Linked DNA regions of Triticum aestivum: region 1 is linked to region 2. Evidence: chromatin contacts called from public Hi-C data. All regions are on one chromosome and are shown on one strand. Each heading gives the region's core, a stretch centred on a gene start, on an enhancer-like site or on the middle of the called end of the contact. The rest is flanking DNA. Distances are from core to core; before and after follow the strand shown. Region 1 holds the start of LOC123148007 (starch synthase 1, chloroplastic/amyloplastic-like). Region 2 holds the start of LOC123149863 (facilitated trehalose transporter Tret1).

Region 1 (4,141 bases), core at 1,474-3,973, 240 kb before region 2:
GTAATTTTAAAAAATTTCCTACGCACACGCAAGATCATGGTGATGCACAGCAACGAGAGGGGAGAGTGTTGTCTACGTACCCTCGTAGACCGAAGCGGAAGCGTTGACGCAACGTAGAGGAAGTAGTCATACGTCTTCCCGGTCCAACCGACCCAAGCACCGTTACTCCGGCACCTCCGAGTTCTTGGCACACGTTCAGCTCGATGACGCTCCCCGGGCTCCGATCCAGCAAAGCTTCGGGGAGGAGTTCCGTCAGCACGACGGCGTGGTGACGATCTTGATGTTCAACCATCGCAGGGCTTCGCCTAAGCACCGCTACAATATGACCGAGGTGTAATATCGTGGAAGGGGGCACCGCACACGGCTAAGGAACGATCACGAAGATCAACTTGTGTGTTCTAGGGTGCCCCCCTGCCCCCTTATATAAAGGAGCCAAGGGGAGGGGGCGGCCGGCCAAGGAGGGGCGCGCCAGGGGGGAGTCCTACTCCCACCGGGAGTAGGACTCCCTTCTTTCCTAGTTGGAGAAGGAGAAGGGGGAAAGAGGAGGAAGAGGGGAAGGAAAAGGGGGGGGGGGGCGCCCCCCTTCCCTTGTCCTATTCGGACTAGGAAGGGGAGGGGCGCGCGGCCACCTCCTGCCTCCTTCTCTCTTCTCCCTCAAGGCCCATGTAGGCCCAATAACCCCCCGGGGGGGTTCCGGTAACCTCCCGGTACTCCGGTAAAATCTCGATTTCACCCGGAACCATTCCGATGTCCAAATATAGGCTTCCAATATATCGATCTTTATGTCTCGACCATTTCGAGACTCCTCGTCATGTCCATGATCACATCCGGGACTTTGAACAACCTTCGGTACATCAAAATACATAAACTCATAATAACTGTCATTGTAATGTTAAGTGTGCGGACCCTACGGTTCGAGAACAATGTAGACATGACCGAGACACGTCTCCGGTCAATAACCAATAGCGGGACCTAGATGCCCATATTGGCTCCTACATATTCTACGAAGATCTTTATCGGTCAGACCGCATAACAACATACGTTGTTCCCTTTGTCATTGGTATGTTATTTGCCCGAAATTCGATCGTCGGTATCCAATACCTAGTTCAATCTCGTCACCGGCAAGTCTCTTTACTCGTTCCGTAATACATCATCTCACAACTAACACATTAGTTGCAATGCTTGCAAGGCTTATGTGATGTGCATTACCGAGAGGGCCCAGAGATACCTCTCTGACAATCAGAGTGACGATGCCGCCAAGCACTCTCCAATCGAGCGAGGCAGACAACGAGCGTAACCTAGCCGTCGCCGCCACACCACAGAGCTCCGCCTCGCCGGCTGCCGGCCGCCGGGCACCGGGCACCTGATCCAGATCCGCGGATGGGCGAACCAAAACAAGTAGTCCCGGATGCGGCCGGCATGGGAGGAAGCAGCAGCGACACAGCATCCAGCTCGTACAAACGGTCAGCTGCATTTTGCAAAATTAGAAAGCGCAACCAGCAGGTACACACCAACGGACAGTCCAATTCATTTTCTTACTGATATTGACCTTCGTTTTGTAGCCAATTAGTGAACATGGTGATGTTGTAATGTACGGAATCTATATAAAAAGTGAAACCAATTGCTGGCTATTTTGAAACTCGCTCCCCCAACTACTGAATCTCAAGTGACCATTGAACTATTGAAGCCTCTAATGCAAACACTTTAGAAGCTTCTGTTCATGAACTTGAAGTGTCTAACAGTCCTTGTGTCTAATCAGGGTTTCTATTCTAGGATTTAGTTGAGCTGACACTGAGCCTGATCCGACACTTGGGAAAAAAATGGAGATTGATGATAGAAGATCATAGAACATTATCATGGCTTGAGAGAGTGTAGAGGCCATGTATCAAACCCTCCTCATATACTTACAACTTAGAGTAAATATTTTTGTTATCCATTGTTTCAAACTGTTGGCATATTTGTGCTAAGATATATATTGATATGCAACTTGTTCACCTATTGTATGTATCTTTAGTCATGGAATTAGACATTTTGGGCCATGAAATGAATGATTCATGTAGCAAGATTCCGTGTTAACAGTTCTCCGTAAAAATTGAGCGGACTTGCATTTGTCCATAAAATGTTTCGCCCCGGCTAAGTTCAATTCCTGGATCCGCCACTGCTTAAGGGCACATGCACGAAGACTTCGCGACTGTTATCGACAAGGCCAAGCCGGATCCGATAGGGGAGCGGCGACGGCGGCGCGTCGGCCGCTCGTTCTGGCGGCAGTAGTGGACGTTCGATGCTCTCGGAACCTTGATGTAATTTTTATTATTTTAGAGATGCTTTGTACTTCCGATCGATGAACTTTGGTAATATATATCTTTTCTCACGAAAAAAGAAGAAGAGAGTTTTGAACTGAAAACAAAAGAGTTTCACTAGCACTTATTTTTTTGCGAGAATTCGAGTTTCACTAGTACGAAAACCCACGCAATTATTCACAAAAGAAAAAACCACGCAACCGTCTGGATCCATCTTCGTTTTTTCTTCCCCGAGAATCGTCTGGATCCATTTTCGCGTGCGGGGCATCTTCGCATTTTGCACGGCCCAGCTCTCTTCTCGCCGGCGTACGCTGCTACATGTCGGCACTCCACGCAAACAAAAAGAAGCCCAACCGAAAAAAATACCACGCGCCGCTCACGAGCAAACCGTGACAACAGCCAGCCAGATATGGCAACGGAGGCACGGGCCGCACACAGCCACTGAAAACCGCAGCTGCTCTTCCGTCCGTCCGTCCGCGCCACTCCACTCCTCTCTCTCTCTCCCTCTCCCGCGCCCCGCCCATCACCACCTCGGCCTCGGCGCGGCAGCGCAGGCAAACCCCCCGATCCGCTTTTGCAGGCAGCGCACTAAAACCCCGGGGAGCGCGCCCCGCGGCAGCAGCAGCAGCACCGCAGTGGGAGAGAGAGAGAGAGAGAGAGAGAGAGAGAGAGGCTTCGCCCCGGCCCGCACCGAGCGGGGTGATCCACCTTCCGTCCGCACCTCCGCCCGCCTCCTGTTTTCTGCGGGCTCACCTCCAGATGGCGGCGACGGGCGTCGGCGCCGGGTGCCTCGCCCCCAGCGTGCGCCTGCGCGCCGATCCGGCGCACCGGGCGACCGCGTGCGTCGTCCGCGCGCGGCTCCGGCGCGTGGCGCGGGGCCGCTACGTCGCCGAGCTCAGCAGGGAGGGCCCCGCGGCGCGCCCCGCGCAGCAGCAGCTGGCCCCGCCCGTCGTGCCAGGCTTCCTCGCGCCGCCCCCGCCCGCGCCCGCCCAGTCGCCGGCCCCGACGCAGCCGCCCCTGCCCGACGCCGGCGTGGGGGAGCTCGCCCCCGACCTCCTGCTCGAAGGTACCGCGGTTCAGCCGATTTCTTCTGGGCGGATGTATACCGCGGAGTATATGTTCGTTGTTCATCGATCGTACAGATGGAAAGTAGATAGAAATCGAGACCGACGCGGGCAGATCAGTAGATTTTTCTAGACGTTTCATTGGATCGTGAGATGATTGATTGGGGTGGCGTGTCGATACGATAGCGGTGCACCGCCGAGGTGTCGGGGCCTGTGCACGTGGTTGGGTCTCAGCAGACACATCACTGGACTGGTATCGTAATTTAGTACTGCTACTAGAAAGAAGACTGAAAAGGCTGGGCCAAGTGCACGCACGTTGGGAACGTAGTTAAATTGAGGAGTTTGTCTTTTGCTTGGCCTGGTATCATTACCGAAAATGGTGCGACTCCCTGTACTTATTAGTGGGAAATCTTAACATCACATTGGGTTTATCAGTCTCCAATAGTATATTCTCAGCACTCAGCTGATTTTACAAAAATCATAGTGGACATGACAGATGAGCACCCCTTCAAGGAATGCAATGCTCCTTTCTGTTTTATATTACAGGAACTAGAAGGAGCTTCCACCTTTGAGTACAGAAGTAGTATCGAAATTGAAGACCCTTGTATAACTGTCTTGTTTTTCAATGAAATGGGAGGCCCACGCAGTAAGTCACATGGGCAACTGGGAGGCTGGGATCATGTGTGCTTTGCAGAGTACTAGGCCCAGCTCACTCTCTGTTAGACTCTTCGTTGGGCTGCTACTTTGTGTTTGCTGTGTAGTACTCCCTCCGTTCCT
Region 2 (4,697 bases), core at 1,222-3,721:
GTGACTGTTATACAGATTCGAACATAGTTCTTTTGACCAACTGCTTTGGAGTATTCAGAGGAGGAACCCGCCTTGCAATGCCGAAGACAATCTGCGCACCGGACACATCGTCATTGAAGCCTGGTTCAGGGGCTACTGAGGGAGTCTTGGATTAGGGGGTCCCCGGGCGTCCGGGCTATGTGATCTAGGCCGGACTGATGGGCTATGAAGATATAAGATAGAAGGCCTTCCCCCGTGTCCGGATGAGACTCTCCTTTGCGTGGATGGCAAGCTTAGCGATTGGATGTGAAGATTCCTTTCTCTGTAAACCGACTCAGTACAACCCTATGCCCCTCCGGTGTCTATATAAATCGGAGGGTTTAGTTCGTAGAGGCAATCATAATCATACAGGCTAGACATCTAGGGTTTAGCCATTATGATCTCGAGGTAGATCAACTCTTGTATCCCATATACTCATCAAAGTCAATCAAGCAGGAAGTAGGGTATTACCTCCATTAAGAGGGCCCGAACCTGGGTAAACATCATGTCCCCTGCCTCCTGTTACCTTCGATCCTCAGATGCACAGTTCGGGACCCCTACCCGAGATCGGTCGGTTTTGACACTGATAGATACCGATGCTTTTCGTGAATTTAGCACTAAATATGGACTTGACTCTGAGATAGTAACTTCTTTCTGTGAATCATTTGCTACTCATGTTGATCTCCCTAAAGATAAGTGGTTTAAATGTCATCCTCCCACTGGAGTAAAAGTAGTGGAACATATTAAAGTTGAAGAAGAAACTATTACTTATAATGGTGATCCTGTTATTCCTACTTCTTATATTGAGAAACCACCTTTCCCTATTAGAATAAAGAAACATGCTAAAGCTTCAACTATGGTTCGTGATGTCTGCTAGAACTACGTCGGTATTTCTCCAAAGAGGAAGGGATGATGCAGCACAACAATGATAGGTATTTCTCAGTGATGAGACCAAGGTTATCAAACCAGTAGGAGAACCAAGCTGGTCCAACGGTAGGCTGGTGGGTGTCCACACAAGGAGGTGGCATTCAGTATCCACCTGATGAACTTCCCCAATGGCAAGAACTTGAAAGGTGCCTTCTTTGGGAACTACAAACCACACACCAACCTCCAAGACGTCGTCAAGATGTATATGAGGAAGGAGCCGGAGCTGGAGAAGTTCATCACGCACGTTGGACCTTTCTAACAGGTCAAATTGTATTCATCATTCTAAAGAGGAGGGATTGCTACTTCACGAGGTTGGATGATTAGATTGAGCTTCTTTTGTCATGTCCCTTGCTACTTTTAGATTTGGTGCTTGAGAAACATAAGAAAAATGCTTATAAGATCTTCCCTCGGGTAATAATGTAATAGTTGTGAGACACCATGTGTTGAGCTCTTTTTTGTCACAAAGAACGAACATTGTTTTGTGTTGTCGTACAATTTGGTCTTTATTTTAAGTGTGTCTACAACACTTGCCAGCAGCCAGCAGTCTTTTGTTACTTTGTACATGAACGTTTTGCACAATAATGATCTGCACTTTCTCTGTTTTTCTTTTGCACATCAGCTTCTCTATTAATGTCGATGTTTTTTCTTTTTTTAACTGAATATCAGTGTCTCCATAGCACATTGCAAATCAGTTCTGATATTTTGTTATCTTCTTGTTTGCAGTTAGCCATTCTTTTACTCACCTGTCGTAAAAATAGTACTCCTTCCGTCCGAAAAAGCTTGTCCCTCAAATGAATGTATCTAGCACCAAGTTAACACTAGGTACATCCATTTGAAAGACTAGGTTGGGACAAGTTTTTTCAGACGGAGGGAGTAGATATTTCAAGTCCAATTTCTATGGGCAAAGTGGTGGTCGTAAAAAAAACATCATCTAGCGAGCCAAGTGGAGTGTCCACTGTAGGCCTAAAGGCCAAGAGGATCTTGACATGCATGATCTTGAGAGAAAAATACTAGCCTCCTGCAAATGGCATTTGGTCTATTATAATGAACATCTTATGCTACAAGTGCGCAAAAAATCACAATAATATGTATACTACAACTACTATAACTTTAGATAAAATAAAATTGTACATAATTACATATAGTTAACTTTCAAATAAAATACCTACACAACATTGCATCAATACCTAACATTCCGTATTAAAAAGACGGGTGCGGCAATGCGCGCCAACGATGATCTAGTACGGTATGCAAACTGAACCGGGAATAGTCCCGTCCGCTCATAATGCCATGCCCAGAAAAAGCAATGGTTTTTTCTATCTGTTTTTAATGGGTTTTTTTTTCATATGTTATGGGCTCGCTACGGCCCCTTGACCGGTGGCCCGCACAGCCCATCGGGGCAAGAGAAACGTCGCGCTTTGCTTGGGGCCGAGTGCGCGAAGGGCCGGCCCTTGATGAGCCGCCCTTTACCGTCAGCACCGCGCGCCTGGGTCCGTGTATAGTTTTTTTTCTAGGGGAGCCGTAATTCCGTGTACACTTTCTTTCTTCCCCGACGAAGACGAACACGACTCCGCTCCATCGCTAGCCCTCCAAAGTCCAAACCGCGTTCCCCCCGACCGATCGCCCGTCGACCCCACCACCACCGCCACCCCCGCGCCGGCGCCGATGGACTACGAATTCCGCAGCCGGTCGGGCTCCGGCTCGTACGGCGGAGCCGGCGGGGGCGGGGGCGGCTCGTCCCTCTACCCGCGCGTCGGCCAGCCCACCCACGGCGCCGCCGGCCCACCGCCGCAGCGGCCCGCGCCGTACCTCCACGCTACCGCAGCTCCCTCGTCCCCCGCTGCCCCGCCCCCCGCTCCCTCCTCGTCGTCGTCCTCCACATCGAGTAATCCCCTCTCCCTTCACTCTGTACTGCTTGGATGCCATACGGCCGATTGGTGCCCTGGTTGGTGGGCTGTTCGGTATCCGAGAACCCGGGTGCTCCGTGCTGTATCGAGTAGGGCTCGCTAGATCTTTCGTTCGATCGAACTGAGAGTGGTTTCGTGCGCGTTAGATCAGCGGATCTCTTAGTTGAGTTCTGATTTAAGAGCCCGTGAGTGGAAAGTGGAATTGAACAATATAGACCTGAAACTGAGGCAGTTTTACACGAGTTTGTTTGTTGGTCTTTTAACCCTATCATTTCTCTTGTAGCCAGCATGTGTGTGCGCTTAAACTTGTTTAGCTAGTAATTTCCCCCAATTTGGCCATTACATGTGTAACTTAACTTAGCTTGTCAGAGCATGCTTCCTCGCGAAGAAGGGGGTCATGCTGAAAATTGAAAAATATTGTGAGATTGGTTGGACTTTGAATTGGTATACAGAGAAGGGAGTGCCTGCTTGTATATATTTTACTGTTGCTACCATGCCAGACTAACAAACTGCCCAATATTGTGCCCTTCTGTACTGTTATTGAGAACAGTTCATGGTTACTAACGTAATTCATTGTTTCGCTGCAGTGGGCATACAAGTTGTTATAAAGCCAGAATATCGGATAACCCCTCCTGTAAGTTATATGATTTATTATACAATCACTACTTTCCTGTTCTCTTATGCAAGAGCTGTCAATCTACTTTGCTACCAAAAAAGTTGTATTAATGAGTAATGACTGAGTTCAGTTTTCATTCTCCAGTGTTAAGAGTGTTGCTCCAAAAAAATGCTGTTTCGTAGTTAAATGGGTGCCTTTAACTTCTGTGCATTGGCTGGACATCAACATACTACCATAAGTGTTTTGTTTTCTGTTGCCAGTTATTCTCCTTGGGATTGTGAGAAATAGTACTCCTTGGAGTAGTGAATAAATTGTGATGCATTCAAGCAAGACATTTTAGCTAATAACTAATTGTTCTAAATGTCTGTTTCTGTCCTCATTTAGTGCATGGGTATGTGCTAGAAATGTACAAACGAGTTATTGTTAGCAACTTAGCATCATACGGTCAGCGAGGAGACAGCTTTAGCTGTCAATTAGTGCGCTTGGTGATCTTAAGCACCGCTGATTAGTTTTAGTGGTTTATCCTTTTTATCCTAGGTTCTCTGTGCCATGTGGGTCTGGACCCACATATAATAGACAGCGAGGAGGTTTTGTTAAGTTTGCAGGGGCATGTCAGGTTCTCCTGATGGACCATTCCATCCTTAGCAGACTAACTGAAAAATAGATGGTGTAGCTTGTTCCATACTGATGATGGCATATCTAAACACTGGATGCAACATATGTCTGAATGGAAGTGTCTAAGGAGTAAGGAATACATGGAAATAGTCTTGTTATGGTTCACAGTAGAAGAACTCATCCTATTGCTGTTGTAACTATTTCAGACTTTGATCCTAAAATGTTGGTGTGATAGTTAATAGTATGGGTTGAAATGTATGAGAGCATGCTTCACCAGTTTTGTGGGTTCCCTGAAAACTCATCCTATTCTGTTCATTTTCTAGAGAAGCATCCCACCATTCTGCAAACGTGTATGCTTATGCAAGGCTGTGCTGCTTTTTATTTACCCTTCCCCTCACAGCGTTTGGATAATTAGCACCCTTTTAATTAGTGTTATGTTTTCAGCCTCAGTTGGCACCACAGATGGTAGAAGTTCCCCGCAGCACCTTTAACTTTGATTTTGAGTATGAAAGAAAGATTCTTGCGGAGGCAGAGAAGGAAAACCCCAACTGGGGGAAGTTTGTAATTGAAAGGCAGACGCCACCACCACAACAACAACAACAACAACAACAACC

What was found. Hi-C and Micro-C count contacts between places; a contact is called where the count stands out from the background.
Region 1: a contact with region 2 is called in a Hi-C map of leaf, with 5 times the contacts expected there. The contact joins the promoter of LOC123148007 here to the promoter of LOC123149863 in region 2. A contact is called at or near these places in 3 of 5 Hi-C or Micro-C datasets (leaf and an unstated tissue) and 1 of 1 datasets of contacts at active chromatin or transcription factors (leaf).

The regions. Positions count from the first base shown.
Region 1 is chr7A:81,096,240-81,100,380 of IWGSC CS RefSeq v2.1, reverse strand. LOC123148007 (starch synthase 1, chloroplastic/amyloplastic-like) reads left to right here and starts at 2,723. Exons shown (of 15, transcript XM_044567360.1): 1 at 2,723-3,366. The coding sequence starts at 3,060.
Region 2 is chr7A:80,859,632-80,864,328 of IWGSC CS RefSeq v2.1, reverse strand. LOC123149863 (facilitated trehalose transporter Tret1) reads left to right here and starts at 2,471. Exons shown (of 5, transcript XM_044569630.1): 1 at 2,471-2,830; 2 at 3,440-3,486; 3 at 4,528-4,697. The coding sequence starts at 2,611.